Regions from separate parts of the Capra hircus genome. Here region 1 is linked to region 2. Evidence: chromatin contacts called from public Hi-C data. All regions are on one chromosome and are shown on one strand. The core of a region is the stretch at or near the end of the contact, and the rest is flanking DNA. Distances in the headings are between cores, read along the strand shown. Region 1 holds the start of ARHGEF2 (rho guanine nucleotide exchange factor 2). Region 2 overlaps ARHGEF2 (rho guanine nucleotide exchange factor 2).

Region 1 (6,990 bases), core at 194-2,693, 36 kb after region 2:
AGCCATCAAGCATCTGAAACACCCACCCCAAGTCACCCCCACCTCTTTGATATGTTAGGCTCACAAAGCAATCAGGACTTCTGCTGCTTTGGGCTTCCAAGTGTGACCATCTTCTTTCTTGAAACAGATTTGCAAACTGAACCTAGGGATCCTGTCCTTTCTTTCTGCTAGGCTTATGTGCTTTCTCTACCAGAGCCTTGCCGGGACCCAGGCTAGCCCCTGATGTGTGGGTGCTAGGGAATAAAAGGGGCAAAACCAATCAGTCCCTTTCCAACTCCTGTCAGTTTCTTGGCCTGCATCCTGGGTGCCATGCCAGAAGGGTGGGGCAAGAGAAGGGCTCAGGTTCAGAGGGACACACCTGAGAAGACTTTGACCATAGAGTCCCAAGGAATTAACCCATTAGATCCCAGGGAACACCCAAAGGCAGGGGGTGACGTAGGAAGCTCCTCATCTGAATGGATGGAGTGATCTGGAATCTGGAGGCCTCTGAGCCTCAGACATGAGTTGGTGGCCCTTTAAATCTCACAATTAACTCAGACGGACGAAGGGGGTACTGCCAGGCCTTAGAGGAAAGGGACGCTGGGTGAATTAGGACTTGAGATTTTAAAATTCTAGCCATCCTTTTTGTCCACACTTCTTGAGTAAGAAAAAGACTAGAAGACATCATAATGGACTCTGCTGCCAGGTGAACTTGAGTTTGAATCCTTCTTAACTGGCAGGGGTTAGCTGTTTAACTGGGCTTCCCTGGTGGCTCAGTGGTAAAGAATCCTCCTGCCAATGCAAGAGACCCAGCTTTGACCCCTGCGTTGGGAAGATCCCCTGGGGAAGGAAATGGCAACCCACCCCAGTATTCTTGCCTGGAAAATCCCACGGACAGAGGGATGAACCTCACGTTTAATATTGCGATTGTGATATGCCAGCCTCATCAGGATTATGAGGATTAAGAACGCAAAAACAAGCTTTGGCATCACTGGTTGCACAAGTAGTGCTAATTAACTGTTGGCCATGTTGGTGGTTTTCTATTTGGACACCTGTGCACACTCACACAGACACAAACAGAATGCACCTTAGTTAAAAATGGGAACTGAATACAGGAGACTGGTGGAGAACTGTTCTGCCACTTCCTGGTTGTGGTGAGGGGATCCTGAAGATCTCTTCTTCTGGGGAATGCCCACTCATGAAGGAAGGACTCAGGGAAAGGGAAGAGGGAAACTCACCAGACTCGGGAGATATCCCAAAGACAGGAGACCCGTTCTTGCCCTCGGTTGGTGACTTCAGTATGGGAGGAAGTCCCGCTCCAGGTAGCCCCTCTAAGAATCCAGTCCAGCACCTTAATGGGGGTGCCTCTCTCTTGGTCCTTTTAAGGGAATAGCTCATGGTCCAGAAGTTTGCTTAGGAGACAGGGGGGACTCATTCCAGTCCAGACCAGCTGCCTCTCCAACAACTCTAGCCCTTCCCTTCCCCGCCCTACTTCAAACACCCTAGACAGTGCTGGGCCCCGGTCTTTAACCCCTTCGGTGCCAACGCTGGTCCAGAGGATTCCTGCATTCTCCTGTCCTTGACATTCCCCAAAGGGCAGCCACCGGATTCAGTCACAGGTGGAAACAGATTCAGGAAGCCAAGCTGGGGTCACCCTGAGCGGAGAGTATGTGGGAATGACATCCCAGGGAACCTTCACCCACCCGCCAGTGGAGACAGGGTGGAGCTGAGGGGAAAGAGAGGACATCTCAGGGAAAGGCCCAGTGTTGGCACCTTACTTCACTGCAAGGTCCTAGTGGGGTCAGGGAGGTCCTTTGCTGTCCCTCTAACCTGGTTTCCGAATGTTGGTCGTTCCCTTTAAGAGGCAGGTTACAGTAGGAGGGGGAGGACAGACTGTATTTTCTGTGATGAAAGTGCAGGGAGGAGCGCTGACAAGGGCAGCTGCGTCTGAGGACGGCCCTCCTTCGGCCAACAGGAGCAGGGTGAGCTGGCAGCTCGGCACACACAGCTCCACTCCCAGAGTGTTGTGGATACCAGGCACAGGATATCTGACGGGCTCTCCACCCCCTTCCCTGATAACCGCTTCTGGGGCTGCTGACTCACCTTCCCTGCTTCCCTGGGGCAGAGGATGCCGTGGGCAGACACTGGACTTCCTGAGGTACCGGGGAGCCTCTTCCCTGCCAGGCCCATGGTGGAAAGGACATGCTGGAATTGGAAGAGTTCGGCTACCTCTGCCGACTCCCTAGATAAGGGGCCTTGGAGAAGTTACCTATTCTATTAGCCTCATCGCCTCCTCTGTACAATGAGGATAGTGAATGAGCGATGTACAAATAGTGACACTTTAACACTGGGTCCATAATAGTTATTATATAAATAGTAGTTATTCAATAAATATGCTCTTCAATAAAACTGCCACTTGCTGTGACCTTGGATAAGCCCCTCCACTTTCTGCCTTCCCTGATCTATTAAATGAGATTATGTGATCCACAGTCTATCCTTGCTCTCAAACCCTCACTCTGGGTGAGAGGAAGAGGGCAGCTGTTGCCAGATGTGGAAGCTGTGTGCCCTTTTCTACCTATGTGAAATTGTTAGTCGCTCAGTCATGGCTCTCTGTGACCCCACAGGCTGTAGCCTGGCAGCCTCCTCTGTCCATGGGATTCTCCAGACAAGAATACTGGAGTGGAGAGTCATTCCCTTGTCCAGGGAGTCTTCCCAAGCTAGGGATCAAACCCAGGTTTCCCACATTGCAGGCAGATTCTTTACTGTCTGAGCCTCCAGGGAAGCCCTTTTCCTACCTGGCTGGGCTCCAAACCATATGAGTGACTGCAAGCCATATGACCAGATGAGTTGTTTCTTACTTCTCAAGAATACAGGGGAAACAGCCACCTGTTTTGTGGTGGAGGATCCTCAGAAATCCTGATTAAACAATCCTGTGATTGTACAGATGAGGACACAGGCTCCAGAAGGAGGCGTGACTCACCTGAGGTCAGCCAGCCAGTGGGTGGTGGAGGTGGGTGGGGACCCAGCACTGGTGCGTCTGTGGTCCGTGCTCCTTCCACCACCCTGAGCTGCTCCCTCCAGGTATCAAGCCTTGAAAACTCCCATCCTGTCACCAAGCTGCTTCACTATCCCCAGCTTTTTGGGAATCCTTATCCCCATTTCCCATTGGCTTTCTTCAGGTAAAATCCCAAAGCCTAGGATGTAAAAAAGGTGATAATCTTGGCCCTGGCTCCTCCTGGTACTGGGGCTGGGTGTGGGTGAGTGAGTGCCAGCTAAAAGTCTGCATGACATGGGAGGGATAGAGGGCTGGTTTCCAGGGGAGGGGATCTGGAACACACTGACAGCTGGGTTACTATCTGTTTTGCCTTTAAGGGAGGAAGTTCTCAGGATGGGTACCCAATCTTCAGGAAGGATGTGGGGTTGGTGTTTACTTTCTCTCTCCTTTGCAGACCTGCGTGAAATCTGGAGGTCAGGGTTCCCACCTTCCTAAGGGCGGTTTTCACTAGAGTGAAGCACTATCTGCTATTCATCCTCAATTAAATTATCTCACGAAGAGGGCTTAATCCTAAAGCAACTATGCCAGCTGAGTCTCGCCATCTATAGATTTTAGAGGCTCTTCTATTCTCCAATGCCACTGCTTAAGGGAGGCTCAAATTCCACCCTGACTCTAAGGAATCTGGTCTCTCAAGAGACCAAGTATCTGCTTTTGGCCTTTCTTCAAGGTGCTTGTGACCCTGCCTTCACTTGCTTCTCCTGTCACCTGGGTCAGACCTGGGCTCCCCCCTAGTCTTCTCTGTAACAAGAGCCGGGATCCAAAGTGGCAGTTCTGCAAGGAAAGGGAAAGACTGCCCCAGCTTTCAGAAAAGGAGTACCTCCTAGCACTCAGCCTGAGGAAGAAATCTCATATTGCCTTCCCAAGTTATGAAGTTTCTCCTAGCCTCTAAACCAGAACCCTTCCTCCTACAGGTTAACTCCTCAGTGTTTCCAGTAGACACCACACAGGTGGCAGTGAGTTCCCGCCTCCAAACACTAACATCTTACAGTGCTAAAGAGGAAGACAATACACATCAAACTAGCTCCCTTTTCCTTCCCTATACTTGTTCTCAACCCCAAGCTTCTGATTCACTGGCCTTTCCCCCATTCTCCTGAGCGAATCCCAGGTCTCCACCAGCAACACAATGAACAAAAGCAAACACATCCTCCTCGTCTTCTGACCTGGCCAGTCCTGGGGTGTCCGAGCCGCAGGCCCTGAAGGAGGGATGTGAGCTGGTGGAGGGCTACTCCGTTCAGAGCCTCCCGTTGTCTCCATGTCCTTTTCATCCTTCAGCCCAGAGGCTCCAGCTGCTGGGCGAAGGAAAGGTTAAACCAGCTGGGCAGCACTCACTGCCCCCATACCCCACCAGAATCTAAGCTGAGAAACGGTGGCAGGAACAAAGCGGGTGTTTGTTGGGTTTCTCTCCTGCCGGGGAGGCTGTTCTCTGACCACGGCATTCCTGGGTTGGACAGAGTCAGCTGAGAGTGGCTTCTCCCCACTGCTGCTGGAGCAAAACCCACTGCCTTTCCACAGGCTGTGCTTAGGTAACAACTCGGGCGGTTCAGGAGCTTCGGCCTGGCCTGAGCTCAAAGCAGAGGCATTAAAATAAGCTCAAACTTGAGAAAAGCTAAGTCTTCAACACAGGAAGGGCTCGAATCAGGTGTAATCGATAGCTTTTCAAGAACAGTCAGTGAAGGGGCTTCCCTGGTCCAGTGGTTAAGAATATAGCTTGCAGTGCAAGGGACACAAGTTCAATCCCTGGTCAGGGAACTAAGATCCCACAAGGCAAAGCAACTAAGCCCACATTCCGCAACCAAGACCTGACATGGCCAAATAAATATTTTTAAAAAATAACGAATTAAATTACCCTCGGAAGATCTGGGGCTAGAACAATCGCAGACCGTCTTTCCCCATTTTCCCTCCTCTACTGTGGAGAAGGGCTCACAAGCAAGGAAGGTTTAGAGAAATATATGGTGACTGGCACAGTGGGCAAGAATCTGCCTGCTAAAGCAGGAGACAAGGGTTTGGTCCCTGGGTCGGGAAGATCCCCTGGAGAAGAAAATGGCAATCTGCTCCAGTATTCTTGCCTGGAAACTTCCATGGACTGAGAAGCCTGCCAGTTTATAGTCCAGGAGGTTGCAAAGAATCGGACATGACTGAGCGTGTGGTGACTGGTGAAAAGAGACAGGGAAACAAGGGACAGAAGCAAAGACTGTCATGAAGGTGGATGAGCAGAATGCCTCTGAGGGGACGGGAGCCACACTCCCTGGAGCAAGGAGGCAGAGTTCAGCTCACTTGTCCAGGAGCCTGAGGAGTCAGGGCCTGTGTACCAACAGCAACCTGAGTGCATCCAGGCGATGGGAAAACAGACAAGTCAGGGTGGCATTTGTTTTTATTAGAAAACCCCATCTGGTAAGAACTTTCCTAAGCCAGTACAGAGACTGGGTAGCCTCCAAGAGTCCCACAGCTTTCATCTCATCTTCCACCCACTTTTGGGAGGGGTGGCAGGGGATGGGGTGGTGTCAGGCAGCCTCCAAAATGCCCTTTCCTGGACCCCTGAGAGTTCACATGGCCAGCAACATACCCCCGGCACCTCAGTGCTACAACACAGGGCCCCGAGGTCAAGACAGCTGCCAAAGGTGTTCCTGTTTGTCCGGCTTCATGATGGAACCAAAGAGGCGCTCAGACTCCCCGGCCTGGTCCTTCACTCTGGTTAGAGCAGGACAGGATCCAGGAGAAGATGGCCAAGGGCTGAAGGAGAAGACACTGCATCTGAGATTCCCTTTGGAGTCTGGAAAGCACCTGGATTTCTTGGCCAGGGAGGGCTGTGGAAGCCCCACTCAGTTCTTCTTGGTTTTGGGGGTGTCGTATTTCCTCTTGCTGGAGTACCACAACAGCAGGGGCACGCCGATAGAAGGGAGGGTCATGACCCCGAAGGCTGCCCAGTCCAGCTGTGGAAGACAAAAAAGGCCTTGCTAAGAAGCTTGGATTAGGGCACAGGACGGGACTAGGAGGGAAGGGCCCAGTGAGAAAAGGGAGCAGCCAGCCCAAAGAAGCAGAGCGTCAGCAGGAAGGCTCCTCTCTGGCTGCTCCGGACACAGAATGGCTCACTAAAGACCGCCCTTTCGAGCTATGAAACCAAAGGCCTCCCCTGACCCAATCCAATCTGGGAGAGAAGCTTCTCTCTACCAGACAATCTTTAAGGAGGGAGATGTCCAGGTGACGCCCTGACAGTCAAGCCTCCTGCAAACTAACCCTGGCCCACACCGCCAGCCCCTCTCTTCCATTCCTCTGCGTCACATGCTGCCCTCCAGCCTTCCTAAACTACCTGCTATTCCTGGACTCCACTTTTTCTCACTTTAGAGCTACTCCCTTTTCCTGGGGTGCCTCCCCTTCCTTACCTCCTCTTTAATTAGTGAAACCCCTCTCCCCCGGAAAATCCTCCCTGACCCTCAACACCAGGTTAGGTGTTCCCCCTGCATCTCCTCCTGAGCCCGGGGTATGACTGCTATCACAGCAGTCTCCCTCCACTTAGGCCTCCATAAGCCCATAAGACCTTCAATGGGAGGGACTGTGTCTTGCGCTGGTTTCTCCAAGCAAAGCACAGAAGCGAGCACGTAATTTGGAACCTCATAATTATTCCCTGAAGGAATGAATAAATGAATCTCCTCATTCAGCACTTTAGGCAAATCTTCAAAAAATTCTCTCCTAGACTAGACTACAACAAAGTTCCCATTTAACCTCCCGATGCTTGGCGACTCTTTGAATCTAAGCAGATACTCTTTTCATCCTCGACTTAGACCCAGGACTCCAAGGTGGGGCTTTACTCAAGGCTGAGCAGAGAAAAATGGCAGGTTGTTTTTTTTTTGGTTCTGGCAATTGTGATCTCCTTGCCAAAAATCTCTAGCCATGGTTAAATCATGATGTTTGATGGCGGTGTGTACCAGACACCAAAAAACAGATATGACAAGAACCAA
Region 2 (6,491 bases), core at 2,245-4,744:
AAGTCCTTGTATCGCCCATGAAATTAAATCCAGAATTCTGACTTTTGTTACAACAGAGCTCACATATTTTCCTCCCACTGGGTCTCACCAGGGCTACATTAAAAGAGGTCCTATGGGCTTGGAGGCTTCTCCCTCTGGCCATGGACTCTTGCCTGGTCTGCCAAGCTGTCCACTGACCTTTGAAGCGCCCAGTCGCCGTCTTCCAGAGCAGGCAGCCATCGTGGATGAGCTTGCGCCGCAGGAGCTCCTCTCGGCCAAAGGGGCCCTTGCCGGGAACCGGGGCCTGGGCCCGAGGGTCCATGCGGTTGTAGATCTCCTGCAGGCGGGCCCCTTTCTCCAGCTCGTGCACATCCTGGTCCACGTTGGACAGCAGCTCCTTCACCAGCCCCAGGGCCGTGGTCAGGTCCTGGCGCTCCTCTTCCATCCCTGATACCGAGGTCGGCATGAGGAAGGGGTGGCCCAGCCAGCTTCACGCCAGTCCCCATCCCACTGATCTCAATGCCGCCTTCAGAGGCTGCCCAGGGTTCCATATGTGACCCTCTTCCTCCCGGTGGTTGTCCAGGGCCACGCCTCACCCCTGACAGCCCTCTCCCTCCTCCTCCCTCCTGGACTCGCCCTCTCACCATGGGAATGCTGCAGGATGCGGTTGATGAGCACCGGGTACTTGGTGATGCGCTGAGTCACTAGCAGAATGCACTCTTGTACCCCATGCCGCTTCAGCACCGCCGAGCGGGTCACTTTCTACAAAGCGAGGTCAGGGCTCAGGGCCAGAGGGGCACCCGCGGGGAGGGCACCAGAAAGGACGCTGGACTTGGAGCCTAAGCCCTGGTGCCCGCCTGCACTTGGTCATTTACCTCATGCTGGCTGGCAGGAGGTTAATGACTCTGGAAAATGGGGCCGACAAGGTCACAGGTTTACTGTGAGGACCCAAGGAGCGAGAGCACTCGCTCTACCACTGGAAAAACGAGCAGCTGTGTCCACTAGGGCTGGGGCACTACAGGAGGCGGAGGGTGGGTCTTGGAGAGGTTTGCTCACCCGGATGAACTGCTGGAAGCGTTTGTCTCGGGCATACAGCTCCTTATAGAGTTTTAAGGCCTTGGTGTGGCGGCTACAGAACTCTGAGTAGGTCTTCCGCATCTGCTCTGCGCTAGGACCTGAGAACTAGAAGTTGGAGGAGCAAGGCTGGGTCAGCATGTCCCCCAAAGTCACCTCTCATCCCCAATGCCCTCTCGCCTCCTGCCAAACAGGCTGGCTTCCTGCCTTTCCAACTCTCTCTGCCCCACCCCCCAGAGTCTGGAGATGAGAAATGCCCACTCTAGTCACACCCCCGCCCAGGACTGCTGCCCAGGGCTCCTGGCTTTTCTCACCTGGCTGATGAGCAGGTCCCCCAAGCGATGGATGACGAAGTTCCGGGTGCTACCAGGGCACAGGGCATGGCGCCGGCGATCCAGCAGCTGGCTGAGGAAGCGCGTGTGGATGTCAGTGAGCTCGTCCACACAGGGGAACAGGCCCTGGACCACTCCCGGCTCCAGCTGCAGCTCTTCCAGCATGCCCGTGCGGAAGAGGCGGGTCATGATCTTCAGTGTCCGCACGTGGTGCAGCTCTGTCTGGATCAGCTCTGTGGGGACGGTGGAACACCCGGCTTGGCCACAACTGGTGGGGCCAAGGCTGGAGACCTCAGGCTTATTAGAGGTTTTCAGTTTCCCTTCCAGGCTAATATTCTGCGTTATGATCTTAGATCATTTTTCTAATCATTTATCTTTATGCCTTGCCATCTCAAGGCAGAATGAGGCTGTGGAGACAGGCAGGGGAAGGGGCTGAGAGGGGCTCACTCTTGCCATCTCAAGGTATAAAGTCAAAAACTATGTGTTCCTTACATGTCTAGGCTTCCCACAGTCCCCAGCACAGAGTTGGGCATGGAATGGGCAGAGAGGAAAGACTAAGAGTTGATCGGAAGGAAGGGGTTAAGAAGGGCCTTGGCGGTCAACAGCTCCAAAAGCTGTGGACCTCGTAGCTACTTATGGGGTCACTGGCAGGGTCTTGAAGGCCAATGGGATAAGAGGAAAGTGTCTTGAGAGGTAGGGGCTGGCAGAGGAAGGACACAGAGAAACAGGGCCGATAGCAAAAGAGAAGTCCGGGGCGGTCTCCCCGGCTCACCATAGATGACATCCTGCTGCTTCATCACCTCCTTTTTATGCTGCTGCAAGAAGCTGCTATCCACCGCAAGGCTCCAGGAGTCAGCTGCAAAATCCTTCTCATCCATCTCAAAGTCACTCATCAGCTCACTGTAGATCACTTCGGCACCTGGACGCGAGTGGGGGAAACGACTCGGACCCCAAATCTCTCCCCTGGGTCCTGGGCCCTTCTCTGGATCCCTTCCCACCCTGCCTTTCTCAGGCCAGCTCCCGCCCGCCCCTCACGCCTGGGTCTCCCCCAGGTCCGGGCACGGTCACCTTCGTCGATGAGGGACTCCACCGACAGTGTCCGGTTCCGCATGTTGAGGGAGTCCGTGGACTGTGAGAGGATCCGGCGCAGCCCCAGGGGAGACTCATCATTGAAGTGTCTGAGGGGAGTGGAGCCTGGCTGCATCATCCGACTGACTCGGGCGAGAGATCCCTTCCCAGGTTGGGGAACAAAGGCGGCCTCCCAGAGGCAGTCACTCCAAGTTCTCCTTACCTGTCTATCATTCTGAACTCAGGGATGGGGAGGATCTCTCAGCCCCTCCCCCCGGCCTGTCTCCACAGCCTCTCTGCCTGCCTGGTTCTACCATCCCCAAGCAGAGGCTCACCCAGCAATATTGGTGGTGGAGACGCTTTTGGCTAAAGACAAGGAGGAGCGGCCACGGCGGGAGCCGAGCAGGGACTGCCGGATGTCGGAGGGGTAGATGGCTGAGCTGGGCCGCTCCCGAGTGGTAGCTGTCGGAGGGGATACCAAGCAAGCAAGCCTCAAACCTGGTGCCTTCCTGGGACTCAAGCCTCCCAGGCTCCTGGACTAGAAAGGAAGCCTCCTCTCCAACCCCACCTTTAGCCCAGTTCTAGTCAGAGAAAGATGATAATAATGCTACCCATAAACTTGTGCAATACTTTTAATGGTTACAAAGAGCTTTTCTTATCTCTTCCCGGCCACAAGCCTACAAGCAAACTGCAGCTCAGGATGGTGAAGAGACTTGGCTGGGGTGACTCAGCTGGTGGCTGAGCACAGACTCAGACTCTAGTTTTCCTGACTAAGCACCCCGCTCTTTCTGTCACACCAGATCTTTCTGAATTGGCCCTTAACAACTTCTGCCAACATCCCCAAGTGCCATGTAAATAACTGATCATACTAATATAAAGCGTGAGCAGGCTCAGATGACCAGTCATCCCAAGCCTTCAACCTCTTCTGAATTCTGCTGTCCCGCCCCCAGGCCCATGGGTCTCAATCTCCCTTGTGCCGCAGCCATCAGCTTCCAGATGAAGGGAGGAAGGTGCTATGCCAGGGAACGACCTCAAGGGGGCAGCAGAGCCCATGGGCCGAGAGGCCTGGTGGGCCAGGGTCCTGTGGCGGCTCCTGCACCCTCACTACTCACTCTTACTGCGAAGTGAAACGGACTGCAAGGCAGTGTTGTTCTTCAGCAGGGCAGCTTTCTGTTGCTGTGAGACAGAGGGCAAGAGAGACACCAAGAACAGCTGTCACCCAAGGGTCACCTCCGTGGGCCCAGGACAGGAGCTGGGTGGCTGGCCCCCTCGGGAGAAAGCTGGCTTGATGGCTAAGCGCATCAGGGTGGCTGAGCCCGGTGCCAAGGGGATGTGTCCAGAGCAACAGGCTGGCCCCCTCCGGCGGGGCCTGAGGCCTAGGGTGGAGGGTCGGGCTGCCCCGTGGAGAGGAGAGGGGTTGGGGAACACACGGTGAGGAATGAACGGAATAGGCACGAGGGTACCACACACTCACTACCCTCTCCCCCAGCCCTCTGCCCTCCCTGCCATCTCACCTTCTGCTTGACCTTGGTACAGTTGGCGAGGGTGTCTTTACAGCGGTTGTGGATAGTCACATTGCAGGCTGGGAGGGTGGGGTAGAGAGGGTGACGGGAGGGCCGGGTGGTACAGGGCAGGACACACCCACATGCAGACCCCCATGTCCCCCTGGCCACACCGTCAGAGACTCGCCCCCTCCCCAGACTCCTTGGCCATCGCCACACCCCAGTCCCTCTCCTCCCGCCTCCCCCTTCCTTCAAGCAGGAGATGAAGTGAGGGGGGATAGGTATGGACCACAATTAAGCCATAGGAGGGGGATAATCCTGACTCAAAGATGACCTGTGAGGTGGACTAGAGGGAAGAAGGGGTTACTGGCTGCCAGAGATGAGCTCAAGAAGCACAAAGGTGGTTGAGAATGACAGATGGCAGAAAGGACGCCCACGGAACAGAAGGTGGCACAGGAGCAGCTGGGATGGGGGCTAGGGGCAGGGAGGGGAATGAACATCCCCTGGGCAGCGAGGAAATGGGCCACATCAAGTGGATGCTAGCAAATGCAACGATCCTCATCGCACAGATGAGGAACCCGTCTCCTGGAGAGCTTAAATCATTTGCCAGAGGTCCTAGTGGCAGAGCTGGAGTTTAACTCAGGGGTGTCTGGGTTCTACGTGGAGCCACGTGTCTGCCGGTGAACCCTGGCTAGGCCTAAGCAACGCAAAGGCTGATGGATCCAGCAGCAGAGCTGGGACTGGCCATGCCTTGTCCCTGCTGGCCACGCCTGCCTGCCTTCTGTACTGCTCAGCTATGCTTGCTATGACTCCAGTCTCCCTTCCGGGCCCGGGGAGTCTTGTGCTCCAAGTAAGGCAAACCCACAGCTCCCACACTCCATCTGCTTCTCCCTCATCACCCACCCCACCTTGCCGTGGGGTAGGAGAGAAGAGGCGAGGAGGGGTAGCCATGCCTGGGCGCTGGGACTGCCGGCTGTCTGTCCCTCTCCCTGATCTGCCCTCAGCCCTTGGCTGGCTCCAGCTTCCCCTCCCCCATCCAACAACACCGGAAACTCTGCTAACTCCTTCAGACAATACCCAGCATCAGGCTTACTTCCACAAATACAAGGCGAGCAGGGTGGGGCAGAGGGGCAGACAGAAGTGGGGGCTGGGGCTGCGCCCACCCCGCTGGAGCTCTCCTCGACCTCCAGCACCCAGCGTCTCTGGATCGAACCTCCGCTTTCCACCTGCTCTCAAAATAGCGCTTGCTGCCCGCCTCCCCAGTTCCCCTGGCAACGAGCTTCCAGATTGGGGATTTTGTCAGGTCTCTAGAGGGATCTAGATTGGGGTTCCCTCCTCACCCTCATAAACTCAAGTTGAACAGTGAGGAGGGAGGGAGGCCTCACTGGTTCTGTCTGGGGTTCCCTGCCAGGTTCCATAGAGATTTAGAAGCTAAAGCTTTTGCTCCTCTGTTCCGCAGTGGGCCGTGCTGCTCAAACCAGAAGCAGCTCTTTGCCATAAATCTGGGGGTGGATGGGTGGACAGGGTGGGAGCCCTCTGTACAGGCATCTTGGGGAAGGAAGAAATCTTGGCTTGTACTTAATACAGGGCTATCCTGAGATGTGGCTGAAGGTCAGGAGTTCTAACCGCTATTCCCTCAATATACACATTGCTACCATATCCTCTCTTTCTCACTACGTATCAGCCGGACTAGAAATTTGAGATGAGTGTCCTTATCCCTAATCCTTCAGAGATTTAGAGATTTCAGCCTCCACCTAGTCAACAGAAAGGGAGGGGGCAAGGGGACCCTGAAGTCCTGAACACCCAGTTCGGCCCAGGAAGATCGGCAGAGCAGCTGCAAGGCTGGCAGCCTCCCATCCAGCTCCCCTATCCAACCCCCCTCCCCAGACACACAACATTCCTTCTCCTTCGCCAATCAGTTCTCTGACCTTCAGCAGCTGTTCAGGGAGCTGGGGGATGCCCAGCGGACGACAGCTGCAAGGAGAGCCACCCTGGCCTCCCCCCCATCCCACCGAGTCCTGCTCATACCATATTCTGACCGCCACTATTCCTAGACGTAAGGAAAGGGAGAAAGGGATCAAGCATCCAGCCCTGGCATTTGGGACTCAGAGAGTGAGCCTTATGAATATAGGGCAGAAAGGACAGATGGAAGGACCAGGGTCAGAGCGCACTGAGGAAGAGTGACATTCAGGGTCCAAAGAACTTACTTGGGCAGATGAGGGCTTCCTTGGCTGTGATGCTCTTGTTACAGGCATAGCACATGGTCATGCCCGAAACAGAGATGGTGGTGAAGAGGTGCCCATTGGTGTAGCGCGCGTCCTTGGCTTCCTTCATCTTCTCCTTTTCCCGGGTCTGCAGAGGGGCAAGAGAGACAGGAAGTGAGGCCGAAGGATGCCAGGGTGCCTGAGAAGTCCAGAGAGCCAGAGGTGAGCGAGCAACGCCTTCCTGGGGTTGCCAGAAACACACCACTTCCTGAAGCAGAGCCTGCCGCAGCGTGCCAGAGGTAGCTGTCCAGGAGTGCCTGGCCATCCCCAAG

Evidence for each region. A called contact is a pair of places that touch in the nucleus more often than the background predicts.
Region 1: a Hi-C map of blood shows a contact between it and region 2, with 1.6 times the contacts expected there. The contact joins the promoter of ARHGEF2 here to the enhancer-like site in region 2. A contact is called at or near these places in 2 of 5 Hi-C or Micro-C datasets (both in blood).

Annotation. Positions count from the first base shown.
Region 1 is chr3:105,352,445-105,359,434 of ARS1.2, forward strand. It overlaps ARHGEF2 (rho guanine nucleotide exchange factor 2), which reads right to left and starts at 1,444. Exons shown (of 28, transcript XM_013976716.2): 1 at 1,218-1,444. It overlaps SSR2 (translocon-associated protein subunit beta), which reads right to left. Exons shown (of 6, transcript XM_005677363.3): 6 at 5,388-5,964. The coding sequence ends at 5,854.
Region 2 is chr3:105,314,602-105,321,092 of ARS1.2, forward strand. ARHGEF2 (rho guanine nucleotide exchange factor 2) reads right to left here. Exons shown (of 28, transcript XM_013976716.2): 8 at 6,163-6,307; 9 at 3,968-4,035; 10 at 3,566-3,629; 11 at 2,789-2,915; 12 at 2,454-2,563; 13 at 2,158-2,304; 14 at 1,368-1,618; 15 at 1,036-1,161; 16 at 624-741; 17 at 178-426. Among named protein-coding and RNA genes, the nearest start is that of RXFP4, 21 kb to the left of the region's middle. Within about 2 kb of position 3,495, at least 3 of the 5 cell types and tissues checked have an H3K27ac peak or open chromatin away from gene starts, as enhancers often do.